Linked DNA regions of Mus musculus: region 2 is linked to region 1. The links are chromatin contacts, called in public HiChIP or PLAC-seq maps. All regions are on one chromosome and are shown on one strand. The core of a region is the stretch at or near the end of the contact, and the rest is flanking DNA. Distances in the headings are between cores, read along the strand shown. Region 1 has its middle 7.2 kb from the start of Gm25869. Region 2 has its middle 25 kb from the start of Gm38412.

Region 1 (6,108 bases), core at 1,471-3,970:
TCGTGTAGGATAAAAGCATAAAACAAACCATCTTACCATTGAAATATGGTGCAAAGACTCACTCTAGGATTTGGTTTCAGACATAATATTAATATAGAAACACTTATGAACTTGTAAATATGACGACACATCAGAAATTCTGAAGTCAATGAAGACACTGTTTCTTTAACTTTTTCACCCTGGGTGAGGATTGAATTTTTATCTCCTAGATAACCACTATACTATATTGTTGTCTTTAAATCCTTTTATCTTTTAAACAATATTTGTTTTATTATTCATTATAATAGCTGTGTGCTATGCACACATGTGTGCAGTTCCTGAGGATGCCATAAGAAGGCATCAGATCCCCTGGAGCTGGGTTAACAGTGGTCGTGAGCTGCCTGAAGTGGGTGTTCTGAACGCGGGTCTTCTGAAATAGCAGCACGTGCACTTCACCACTGAGCGGTCTCTGCAGCTGCCCATCCTTTTCCTTTTCTGCTGTTTTAGTTACCCAGCCCTACATAACAAACTAGGTAAAAACTTAGTGCCCTAAAATCATCTATATGATCATAATTTGGCAGTTTGGGCCAGACTCAGAGCAGGCATGTTTGACCCTTGTACACTTACTGGGGTGGCCCATGAAGCCGGTGCAGGCTGCTGACTGGGCATTTGGGTGGGGCTGCTAGCCAGGAGTCTCTCCTGTCCTCCTGCGGACCTACTGTGTGGCTGCGTGAGCTTCCTCAGAGCATAGTGGCTGGGTTCTAAAAGAAACATAGTGGGAGCTGCCAGTTTTCTTAAAGGCGAGGCCCAGGATGGGAATAACATCATTTCTACTGTATTCTAGTGGCCAAAGAAACCACAGGCCCAGCCCAGACTCATGGATGTAGAGAAATAGACCCACCCTTCAGCTGGAGAAATGATCAAAAACTTATGAACATTCTGCTGCTACTTCTGTCCCTGCATAGTTCTTGTTGTAGAACAATTCTTAGTTTTACTTTCATTTCTTTTTCAAACTAAACTTGAGAATAGCATTACACTTGATTTTTTTTCCCCCAAGACCGGGTTTCTCTGTGAAGCTCTGGCTGTCATGAAACTCACTCTGTAGACCAGGCTGGCCTTGAACTCAGGCTGCCTCTGCTTCCCAGGCACTGAGATTAAAGGCGTGTACCACCACTGCCCAGTTTATTATTTACCAAAAATAGCACATAGTCTATATCTGTAAAATGAGTTCCATCCATCTACCTACCTTTTTTGTCATAACACATCCATAGAGGTGTCTAGGATGGTGTTTAACAAATATTAATTGTATTTCTAGATATAATATAGGATGAATTTTAATTTAATTTTTTACATTACAGTTTTGAAAATACTTACCTATTTGTTTTTTTTTAAATGGGTACCAAAGTGTGTGTGTGTGTGTGTGTGTGTGTGTGTGTGTGTGTGTGTGTGTGTGTGTAGGTCAGAGGGCAGTATTTAGAGGCCATTATCTCCTTCCATCACTGTGGGTCATGGAGATGGGACTCCGGGTTATCTGGCTTGGTGGGGGTGCCTTTACTATTTAGTTATGTCTCTGACTCAGGATGAAATTTTTAAAAGTTACTTTTAATACTTTTCGATTTTGCTTACATATCTTGTTTTGTTTTGTTTTGTTTTGTTTTGTTTTGTTTTGTTGATTTTTTGAGACAGGGTTTTTCTGCATAGCCCTGGCTGTCCTGGAACTCACTCTGTAGACCAGGCTTGCCTCTGCCTTCCAAGTGCTGGGACTAAAGGCGTGCGCTACCACACCTGGCTTGCTTACATATCTTACATGTAGCATTTCTAAGACCAATGAAGTCATTGATTTTTATTAAAAATTGGAAGGAAATTGTTGGAAAAAAATTGTCTCTGTAGAGAGCCAACACTCAGAAGTCAGTGGGTTGGAAGTGACCTGGGGAACTACTGAGTGCCACTTTATGATGTGAGGAAGAAGAGGAGACCCAAGCAGTGACTTGCACAGACTCCCTATTCAGTCCCTGGAAAAGGAAAGCCATCAGTTATTAGTAGTCAATGACTGGTCCATCATCTCTTCTCTGGAGTGTGGTAGGAGGACTTACTGAGTTCTATTGTCCTGCTGTTCTCAAAATGTAAAAGACTGAATTGGCCCTACCTTCTCTAGCACCTGGGAGCCCTAACTGTGTTCAAGACAGGAAGGACAGAACAATGGAATCATGAGCCTGGCTTCTGGGCACCTTAGCAAAGTGAGAAAGGTTTCTTCTGACCCTTTACGTTTAAGTTCCTTGCCTGGATGTCTCCCTTCTTCCTGACCTAACCAGAGAAGCCGCGTGTCTGTAACACAAGAGCCCTTTGACAAACAGAAGGATGTTTCCAGAGGAAGGACCCAAGAGTCCTCTTGAAAATGGAGTCTCTAAGGCGGCTGCTGTGCTCTGGAGAGAGAGCGATCAGCTCTGGAGGCTTTAAGTTGCCCTCCAGGTTGCAGATCGCCCCATCTCTTCCTAATCATAGAAAGAATTTCTTGTTGGATTTTTTTCAAGTGATTTTCTGGGAGTCATCAAAATGGCTGGGAGTCCTGCTGTAGTTAGGGAGGTCTGTCACAGGACTTTGTCAGTTGCTAGAACTCTGGAGGAGGAGGTCTCCTGGGTCTGGTCTGCCTGCCTTTGTGTGGTGACTTCTCCCTGACCTCTCTGTGTGTGATCTCTGCCAGACCCGCTAGCGCAGAGCTCCTTTTCAGTAACTCTTCCCTGACATTGTGCTGAGCCCACTGTTTCCCAGCATTCAGTGGCTCTCTGGTGACCTTAATGGGAAGGGAGCCAGCCTCCGGCAAATCTCTTTTTTTGACAATAGAGAAACATGACTGGGAAGCAGGCAATAAATACAGATCCAGGGCAGCAAAGATGGAAACCTGCTGTTTTGTCCAGCTGCATCAAGGCATAGAATCATGCAGGAATCTGTCTTGTCTGATTTGACCTGCTCATGTTCCTGCATGCATTCTTGCTTTCTCAGCTGCCAGCAGAGGGCTGGAGAGGTTTGTCTGTAATCCATCTAGCCCTTCCTGTCTCTTCAACATACCACAGATGACTTCAGGAGTTAACAAGCTGCCATTAAAGTCATGTCTCACTCAGGATATGTTTGAGGGTATGGCAAAGAAACACAACCAGGCAGGGTTTGAACTGTTTAGGAAACAATGTATCCTTTACTGACACTCCAGACTCTTTAATTGACTACATCCTATGTACCAGGTACTGTATTCAGTTCAGGGCAGCAGAGTAAGGGGGTGTGGAGATATTGCATGTAGGGAAGTCTCAGGGGTTCTGAATAGCTACAGTAAGGGATAACATATGGCTCCCATTGTTTTTGGGGGGAGAGTGAGAGAGAGAGAGAGAGAGAGAGAGAGAGAGAGAGAGAGAAGATAAAAATATGTTGGCTCATGCAGTTCGATTCTTAATGAAAAAGATGGAAAAGCAAACAATGTGCTCAAAGCTGGGTGCTGTGAAGACAGAATGTGGGAGCTGAATCAGCGAGGAGAATGGAGGCAGTGGAAGTTGAGGTCAGGTCAAGGAGGATTCTCTGAACAGGGGAAGCTGGGACTCAGGATGAATGGTGGTGAGCCCTCCAACCCCTGCAGTTAACAGTGGATGAAAGCAGACTCCAGACAGGGCCAGCAGGATATGCAAATGCTTGCAGGCACGAGGGAAATTATGAATACATTGTATTGATGGGAGAAGGAGCCAGCACTGTGTGTCTCTGTGTGTGTCCCCGCTAGCGTGCATGTGTAAAGTAGGGTGTCTAGGGAAACAGAAATGAAGTAAGATTGACATTTCTACCCTGGGCTTCAGGGGACACTGTGAATCCAGTAGGACTGGAAACCGCTCCAAGCACTCAGATCTTAGCTGACCCAAAGGAAAGTCTGCCCGCTATTTAAGGCAACACCCCATTTCCAGGACGCAGACCGCTCCCTGGAGAGATGCCCACTCACATCCGAGCTTACAGATCTCGCTGAAAAGCCCTTGCGTGGCTTTCACACAATCAAGATCTCTGTTTATAAAGAAGGAACCATCTTCAGGGCCCACAGACGGCTTCCCCATTTTCCACACCACCCTCTGGATTCAATTGCCCTTCTAACCTCATATTTTCCAAGAAACGCAACCCCTGGGAACCCTGGTTCTTTGGAGACCCATCTTGATGCTGTTTGGTCTCTTCATTCAGCTTTGAGTGGCAGAGACTCACATTGGGTCATTGGAAATGATTTGATTTGTGCCCAGCACGTGGGGGACAGGAAATCATAGAGCCCGCAGGGCAGGCAAGCAGCCAACCGTGGACCTCGGAAGAATGGAGGTGCTGACCTCCTCCCTGGACCGCAGCCGCCTCGCTGGAAGGAGTTTTAATTATACCCTCGACTTGTATTTGTCTTATAAAAGCACACCATGAATGAAATATTAAAAGGGCACATACTCTTTTCCAAAAGAATGAGTTTTCCTGCCAGAGTATTTTATTGTAACAATAATCCTGACGAAATCAATGTGACACCGGAGCCCCCACCAGGGGAAGCCGATGCAAGCTGAGCGTTTTGGTCTTAAAGATGCTCTCTTTGTTCAGGACAGACCACTTACATCCTACATGTATTGGCTTATTTGGCCTCCTGAGAGCCCCACCACGTTACACATAGGGAGACTGAGCATCGGGGGGATTTGTCCAGAGTCACAGCAAGTAAGTGTTCCAGAGATGAGAATTTAAACAAAGCCTTCTGATTTAAAGCACAGCGTACATTTTAAACGGAGTCCTTTCCCACCAAAGCAGCAGAGACCCACTGCGCAGGAAGTCTTTCTTTGCTAGTTAGCTTCTCAACTGATTGGGCGAGACCCAGCACCAAGAGGGGCAGTCTGTGTGATTTGAAGTTCACAGGTTTACATTTGAATCTCGCCTAAAACCCCTCCCTCAGAAACGCACAGAACAGTGTTTAAATAGAGATCGATGCACCCAAGTTCTTTCATACAAACTGTTTTCATGTGTATGTGTGTGTATTGTGTGAGTTCATGTGTACCAAGTGAGGTTCCATATGGGTGCTGGGAACTGAGCCCAGGTTCCCTGCAAGAGTAGCCAGTGTTCTTAACCTCTGAGCTGTCCCCAAGACTCTCAGTGTGCTGACATTTCATGATTGTGGACCTCAACTTATTTTTGTCTTGACCCTCAGATTTTATTTATTGATTATTACTTATTTGCTAAGCTAGGGATTGAACCCAGAACTTTGGCACACTAGGCAAGTGCTTCATTGGTAAACCACAACCTTAGTCTCTTTTAAGATAGTGGGGTTCCTATGTGGGTTGCGACCCCTTTGGGGTTGCATCTCAGATATTCTGCACACCAAATATTTACATTATGATTCATAACAGTAAACAATTTATTAATTGTTAAAAATAATTTTATGGCTGGGGGGTCACCATGACATAAGGAGGTGTGTTAAAGGGTCGCAGTGTTAGGAAGGTTGAGAATTGCAACTTTACCATAAGCTCTCTTCTGCCTCAGCCTTCCAAGTGCTGGGATTGCAGGTATGAGCCACCACAACCGACTTTAACGCCTGTTGTCAGTAGCGGAGGCCCATGGCCATCCTCAGTTGCAGCTGGTGTCCCCAAGTTTGGAGACCGACTCAATGACTCAGACATCTGCTTGGTGGGGTACATCGGGAAAAAGGATGGCCTGTTGGCGTCTTTCGTGCTTTTCTCTGTGCAACATGTGCTTCTCTGCCTTCACAGGATTTCCAGCGCCTTCCTGGAGACCAGCAGTAGAAGCCTGCCTGCTTCTCCCTGACTCCCTGCCCGTCCTGCTGTTCGCTTCCAGCGTTTTATGGACTTGACCATCTGCTGGCTTCCCTCTGTGTTCTCAGTCCTTGCATTGTTTGAAATGCGGAAGCGTCTCAGTAGGAAACTGATGGAAGCACAAGGCTTGTGGAATTGGTGCCAGTGACATCCAGGGCACACGAGGTATGTCTGTGTCCACCTACGTCAGTGGCTCTCAACCACTGGGTCACAACACCTTCGGGGTAGGGTTCCAATGACCTTTTCACAGGGGTGGCATATCAAACATTTACATCGTGTTTCATAACAGTAGCAAACTTACCGTTAGGATGTAGTCATG
Region 2 (6,108 bases), core at 1,476-3,975, 1.0 Mb after region 1:
GAGGAGTCGGTGCTGGGCTCTTCCAACCTCCATTCCACTTCAAAACAACTCTGGAGAAAAGGGGTTGAGCTAAAAGGCCCCTGTCAGACAGTCCTCTTCCTGGTCCCTGTCTCCCTCAGGGTGGCTAGCTGACCTTTCATATGCAGTCCCAGAAAGAGGCCTGCCCCTCACGCCACCTGTGGCTCTTCCTTCCCCCTTCCCCTCCCCCGCCCCCCCCCCCCCCCCCCAGGCCCTGCTTGAGCAGATGTCTTTCAGGCTGTCCTGCATTGCTCCAACCTCAGGTCATTTCCCTTCTGAGGAAACTGCCCAGTGTGTGAAGCTTCCCTTCTGCGATGGCCGGAAGGGTCAGATTGTTTTTCTTCCTGACCCCCCCCCCCCACGCCCGATTTGCGGGACACAACACAGGGAAGGTGGTGGGCACGCTCCCTCCCAGACGCTGGATTATTCCAGAAGGCCAACGGTGGCAGTGACCTACTGGCATTTCTCCCAGTATCAAGACCTGGATCACCGCCAAGACTTGTTAGACCCCTTCTGGTGGAGCTTCGCCCTGACTTTCTCCTGCCCTCTTGCCTCTTCCCCTTCAGTTCCTCCTGGGGAAGCTATGGAAACCAGAACCCACTCTCCCCAAAGCCAATCTAAAAATATTTCTCTACTCCATTCCCCATTCTTTCATGTAAAGCCTGACCTCAAGTCTGGAGAGATGGCTCACTGGCTGCTCCTGTAGAGGACCTGGGTTTGTGTCCTAGCGCCCCCCCCCCCCATCGTGGCTTATAGCCATCTGTAACTGCAGTTACAGGGAGTCTGCCGCTCTCTTTTGGCCTCTATGGAAGCCAGGCACGCATGTGGCACACACACATACACATAGACGAAATACTCATACACATAAGATAAAACTAAATCTTAAAAAATAAAAAGAGCCAGGTAGTGGTGGCACACGCCTTTAATCCCAGCACTTGGGAGGCAGAAGCAGGCAGATTTCTGAGTTCGAGGCCAACCTGGTCTACAGAGTGAGTTTCCGGACAGCCAGGGCTATACAGGGAAACCCTGTTTCAAAAAACCAAAATAAATAAATAGAAATTCGACAACAGATGTTGGTAAGAATGTGGGGGGAAAAGAAGCCTCGTTTGCTGCCGGTGGGAGGGCAGACTGAAACAACCACTGTGGGAATCAGATCAGAGTCTCAAAAAAAAAAAGGAAAAATAGAATTACCATATAACCTGCCTATACCATTCCTAGGCCTTGGCCCAAAGAACTCCATGTCCTACCTCAGAGATGCCTGCACGTTCATGTGCTTACGCAACCAGCCTGCATGTCCAGCAGCAGGAGAACGGGTAATGAAAATGTGCTTCATGTACAAAATAGGGTATTATTCTGCTGTAAAGAGCATGAAACTTGCAGGAGATGAATGGATCTCAAAAGTGTAACATTAAGGGAACATAATCTTAAACTCCAGAAGACCACAAAAGAAAGAAAAGAAAATTCTTCCTCATATAGGAGCTATAGCCTAGAATATATACATGAATATATGTGAACAGGTATTAAGTATGGGTATAGCCTAGAACTTAGAAAATGGGGTAATATTAGGTGAGGCGGAAGGTCAGAATGTAGGTAAAGGGCACGAGTCATGAGAGGCAAACTCTTTTTTTCCTAGCTTAAAAACTCTCTCTCTCTCTCTCTCTCTCTCTCTCTCTCTCTCTCTCTCTCTCTCTCTCGGAGGGGTTTATGTGTGTATAGTGTGTGTGTGTGTGTGTGTGTGTGTGTTAGATATATGAATTCAACTCTGCATACTAAAACAGCAAAATAACCATTTCTATATTCCCAAGGAATACACCCTTTGTTACTACTCTGAGGCATGAATGGGAGAACTGGGCTTGCTTTTAATCCTGTCAGTGTAACAGGAGTTAAACACACTAGTCAGTCACTGGCCCACTTAGAAAAGTCACTTTAAAAAAAAATATTGATTTGAGGGAAAAGAATTTTATAGTCCAAAGAGAAAAAAAAAAAAAAAAAAAACAAAGTCAAGAGACTCTATGAAAGAAAATGAAAAACAAAAGGTTTCTTATGTTTGCTGACTGGAAGAGTTCATCCAGTGAAACTGTCCACACTTCTGAACGTGATCTACAGATTCCACATTACGTCCATCTGAATACCGGTGGTGTTCCAAACAGAAGGGGGGTGGGGGGCTGGGATGTGGCTCAGTAGTCCAGCACCTGCACCTGCCTAGCATAATGAGGCTATCGATTCAGTCTCCAGTACTGGGGTGTGGGGAGAGCGAGAGGGGGTTGGGGGGAGGGTGGGGGATTTATATGGAATTCCCAACCCCAAAGTTCCAAAGTAATCTTATCTAGAAAGAGCAAAGCTGAGGGCATTGTAACTCCTGACTTCACAACATGCTACAAAGCTAGAGTGACCACACAGCAAGGCAGGCGATACTGTCCAGTGAGATAGAGAACTAGAACCCGTGTGTTTGCCCATGTAACACATGGAAAATGAAAGTTCTTTTTAACAATAGTCCTGGGTGAACTGCATATGCATAGGCAGATGAAACTAGGTTCCCATCCATCACTATGTAAAAAAAAAAAAAAAATCAAAATGGATTAAAGACTTAAGAGTAAAATAAATAAATCAGACACTATGAAATCAGTAGAGCAGCGGGACACAGGGAACACTTTGGGATTTGAGCAAAGTGGCTGTGACCCTGCCCCTGCCTCCGGGCAGAAACTGAGAAGAAAGAGAAAACCGACCCCTCCCACAAACGTAACAGAGGGGCGGGGCAGGCGTTCTCTAACACTCTCTGTAAGGAATTCAAACAACTCAGTAGAAAACAAACCCACACAAAAATCATAAATTGGTTAAAAGGAGCCCAAGCCCTAACTAGATTTCTCCAAAGAAGATACACAGATAGTCAACAATCACAGGGTTGTCATCCATCACCAGGGGGCACAAAACGGAGGGGAGATGACTCAGCAGATACGAGCAGTGCTGCTCTTGCAGAGAGAGGTTCAGTTCCCAGCACCTATATTGCTTCACGGCTGCCCTTAATGCTAGCCCTCGGGGACCTGACACCCTCTGACCTCTGCAGGTTCCTGTGCTCATGTCTCTCTCTCTCTCTCTCTCTCTCTCTCTCTCTCTCTCTCTCTCTCTCTCTCTCTCTCTCTCTCTCTCTCTTTCTCACACATACACACACACACACACACACACAATGGGACATCAAGTCAGCCCTGATAAGATGTCAATTATTAAAAAGACGAAGGTAACAAATGCCGGTGGAAATGTTGAGCAAAGAGAGCCTTGAGCACAGCAGTTGGGAGCATGGCCACCAGAGAAACAGCGTGCATCTGCCTTACAAAACAAGGAACACAACTGCAATGTGACCCAGAAAGCTGAGTGTATATTAAGATAAACTGAAATCAGCCCAACCAAGAGTCTGTGGCTCAGAGTTAAATGGCCGCAATTCACAGCAGCGAAGGTAGGATCAGCCTAGGTGCCCAGTAACAGACAAATGGATACGAACATAAAGTGTGGTGGCACATACCTTTAATCCCCATACTTGGAAGACAGAGGCATCAGATCTCTGTGAAAGTTCCAGGACAGCCAGGGCTACACAGAGAAACACTGTTCTTAAAAAAAAAAAAAAAAAAAAAAAAAAAGTAAACACACAATAGAATATTATTTGTGCATAAACAGGAACACAACTGTGTCATTCGCCCAACATGGGTGGAATTGGACGTAAGTGACGTAAATCAAGCAAGTGTCAAGAAAGACACTGTGTACTGAATCATATCCTGGCTGAATGCAGAGAGATACAATGGTCCAGAACCTGAGCAGAGATGTAGAGAGAGTGGTTAGTGAGCAGAGGGTTGCAGCCGGATGGGAGGAATCGCTGCTAAGGCCCTATAGCATCCAGGGTTTAACGGTGGCGGGCAAGTAGCTGGTGGGAGGATTTCACACGTTCCCATACTGAGAAATGAGAACTGTCTGAGGTGATGGATACGCCAGTCATCCTGATCCAATCATAACACATTGTGCACAGACACTGAAAAATCGCAGCCACGTTGTAGCTCATGAGGACATGCAATATGTTGATTAAAAATTGAATACAGAGGTCAAAAACTGACATACCTTCCTTAGTTTAAAGTCCTAAGGTCCCAAAACATCTCAAAAAATATGGGAGAACAGAAGGCTGCGCAGAGAGGCCAGAAAGAATCTAGACATCCAGGACCCACGAGGGGAACTCAGGTATGACCAATCCCCATTAGACCCTGCCCTTGGTCTTTGGGTCTTCAGTCTGGTGTCTCCCACATCCCATCAAACTATGACCCAACTCATTACACTCTATCCTTGCTAACCTGCCTGCTGTTAGGGTGCTGATGATGGCCCGTGAAGGGCTCATCTCCACCCACTCCACTGCCTGGCCACTGACCATTATGGCGCTTTTGTCTATTTTCTAGGCCCATCCTTTTGCCTCTCTTTATGGGATTCTGGAAGCCTTCATGATACTGCCAGTAAAAGTCCTCTTTATTGAGAGGCAGTTCCTGTTGTTTACACTCAAGAGTTCCAGCCATACCAAGTGACTCAGCAGCTCTTCTCTGAGGTACAGTCCCAAGAGCAATTACAACGCAGGCCCATGTAAAAATCAAGGATCTCCATGTTCAAGGTAGCATTTTTTCATGATAATCAGGAAAGCCAGAAACAGCTTGTCCTGGTGTGCTTCTCTGTTGCTGTCATAAAACACTGACCAAAAGTGATTTGAGGCTGGGGGAGGGCTCATTTTGCTTACATGTGTACAGTCCACCTTTGAGGGAAGCCAAGGCAGGAACCTGGAAGAGGTAGGAACCAAAGCAGGAGCCGTGGAGGAACACGGCTTGTTGGCTTTCTCCCTGTGCTTTACCCAATGTGCCTTCTAATACAACCTAGGACCACCTGCCCAGTGGGCTGGGCCTTCCCACGCCAACCATTAAGTAAGAAAACACCCTACAGACTTCCCTACATGCTAATCTGATGGATGTGATTTTCCTACATGCTAATCTGATGGAGGCAATTCCTCAACTGAGGTCCCCTCTTCCAAGATGACTTTAGTTTGTGACTAGTTTGACAAAAAGCTGATCAGCACACATGTAAATAGGAATAGAAATGCTACTAGACCCTGGGATTATGAAATAGCTCAGATGTATAGAGAATGCAAACCACTCCATAAATACCAGCTGCTGTTCCTATCAATGTGCGAATGAAGATGGGATCAGAGAGCCTGCTTCTGGGGCTGGAGAGATGGCTCAGAGGTTCAGAACACTTGTTGCTCTTGCAGAGGTCCCAGGTTCGATTCCCAGAAAGAAGCCTAGTGGGACTTGGCCCTGGGGAACCCCCGGTGCCAGACCTCCTGCCCCCCCCCCCCATATGATGGCTGCTGGAAAAACTGGAGGGAAAAGGCCCCTTCTGAGTGTGGGGGACAAAAATTAACAATAGACTGTGGATTGGTTGTATCATTGGCGGATTAACTATATCATTTCCTTTCCCTGGCCACTCTCTTGTTCACGTTAGGTCTTCCTAGAGGGTGATAGGCAAGGTTCCCAAGCCTTTCTGCCATGATGTACCCTTCCACCTAGACCCAAGCATGCCAGCCATGAGTCTGCGGTGTACCTGGGGAGCCGGACCCAAGCTCTGATGCTGGAACCTTTGCCTGAGTGACTTAAGTAAGACCCTGTTCCTCTCTGACCCTCAGTTTGTTCTCGTGCTAATAGAGTCATGAGTGAAAAGGATTTGACCCTGACTTCTAATTGCCTCAAAACACCACAGACTGTGGGTCCCCTGCTCAACTCCAGCTCTCTGGAAGCAGAGGCTGGCATCAGCATCTGTTGAGCTCATCAGAGTTTGTGACGCTCAGGTGTTCTATGTGCGTGAGGGACGGTGCATATGTACTTGATGCTGGGGACTGAACCCCACACCTCATAGATGCTAAGCTGCTATTCAACCACTGAGTCCTGTTCAGTCAGGTTTGAAGGCCTCCACTGATATTCAGATTCCCAAGAAAAATGAATGCTGTTCTCATCTAGCAGAGAGCAGCGTTGAGTGGCCTGCCTTGCGGTCCAGGCATGATAGCCACTTGCCCGT

What was found. HiChIP or PLAC-seq counts read pairs in DNA pulled down with a chosen protein or histone mark.
Region 2: an H3K27ac HiChIP or PLAC-seq map of embryonic stem cells shows a contact between it and region 1, with 3 times the contacts expected there. The contact joins two enhancer-like sites.

The regions. Positions count from the first base shown.
Region 1 is chr3:103,417,186-103,423,293 of GRCm38.p6, forward strand. No RefSeq gene overlaps it. Among named protein-coding and RNA genes, the nearest start is that of Gm25869, 7.2 kb to the right of the region's middle. Within about 2 kb of position 2,721, at least 78 of the 459 cell types and tissues checked have an H3K27ac peak or open chromatin away from gene starts, as enhancers often do. A contact at or near this core is called in embryonic stem cells, where this site is marked.
Region 2 is chr3:104,431,581-104,437,688 of GRCm38.p6, forward strand. No RefSeq gene overlaps it. Among named protein-coding and RNA genes, the nearest start is that of Gm38412, 25 kb to the left of the region's middle. Within about 2 kb of position 2,726, at least 46 of the 459 cell types and tissues checked have an H3K27ac peak or open chromatin away from gene starts, as enhancers often do. A contact at or near this core is called in embryonic stem cells, where this site is marked.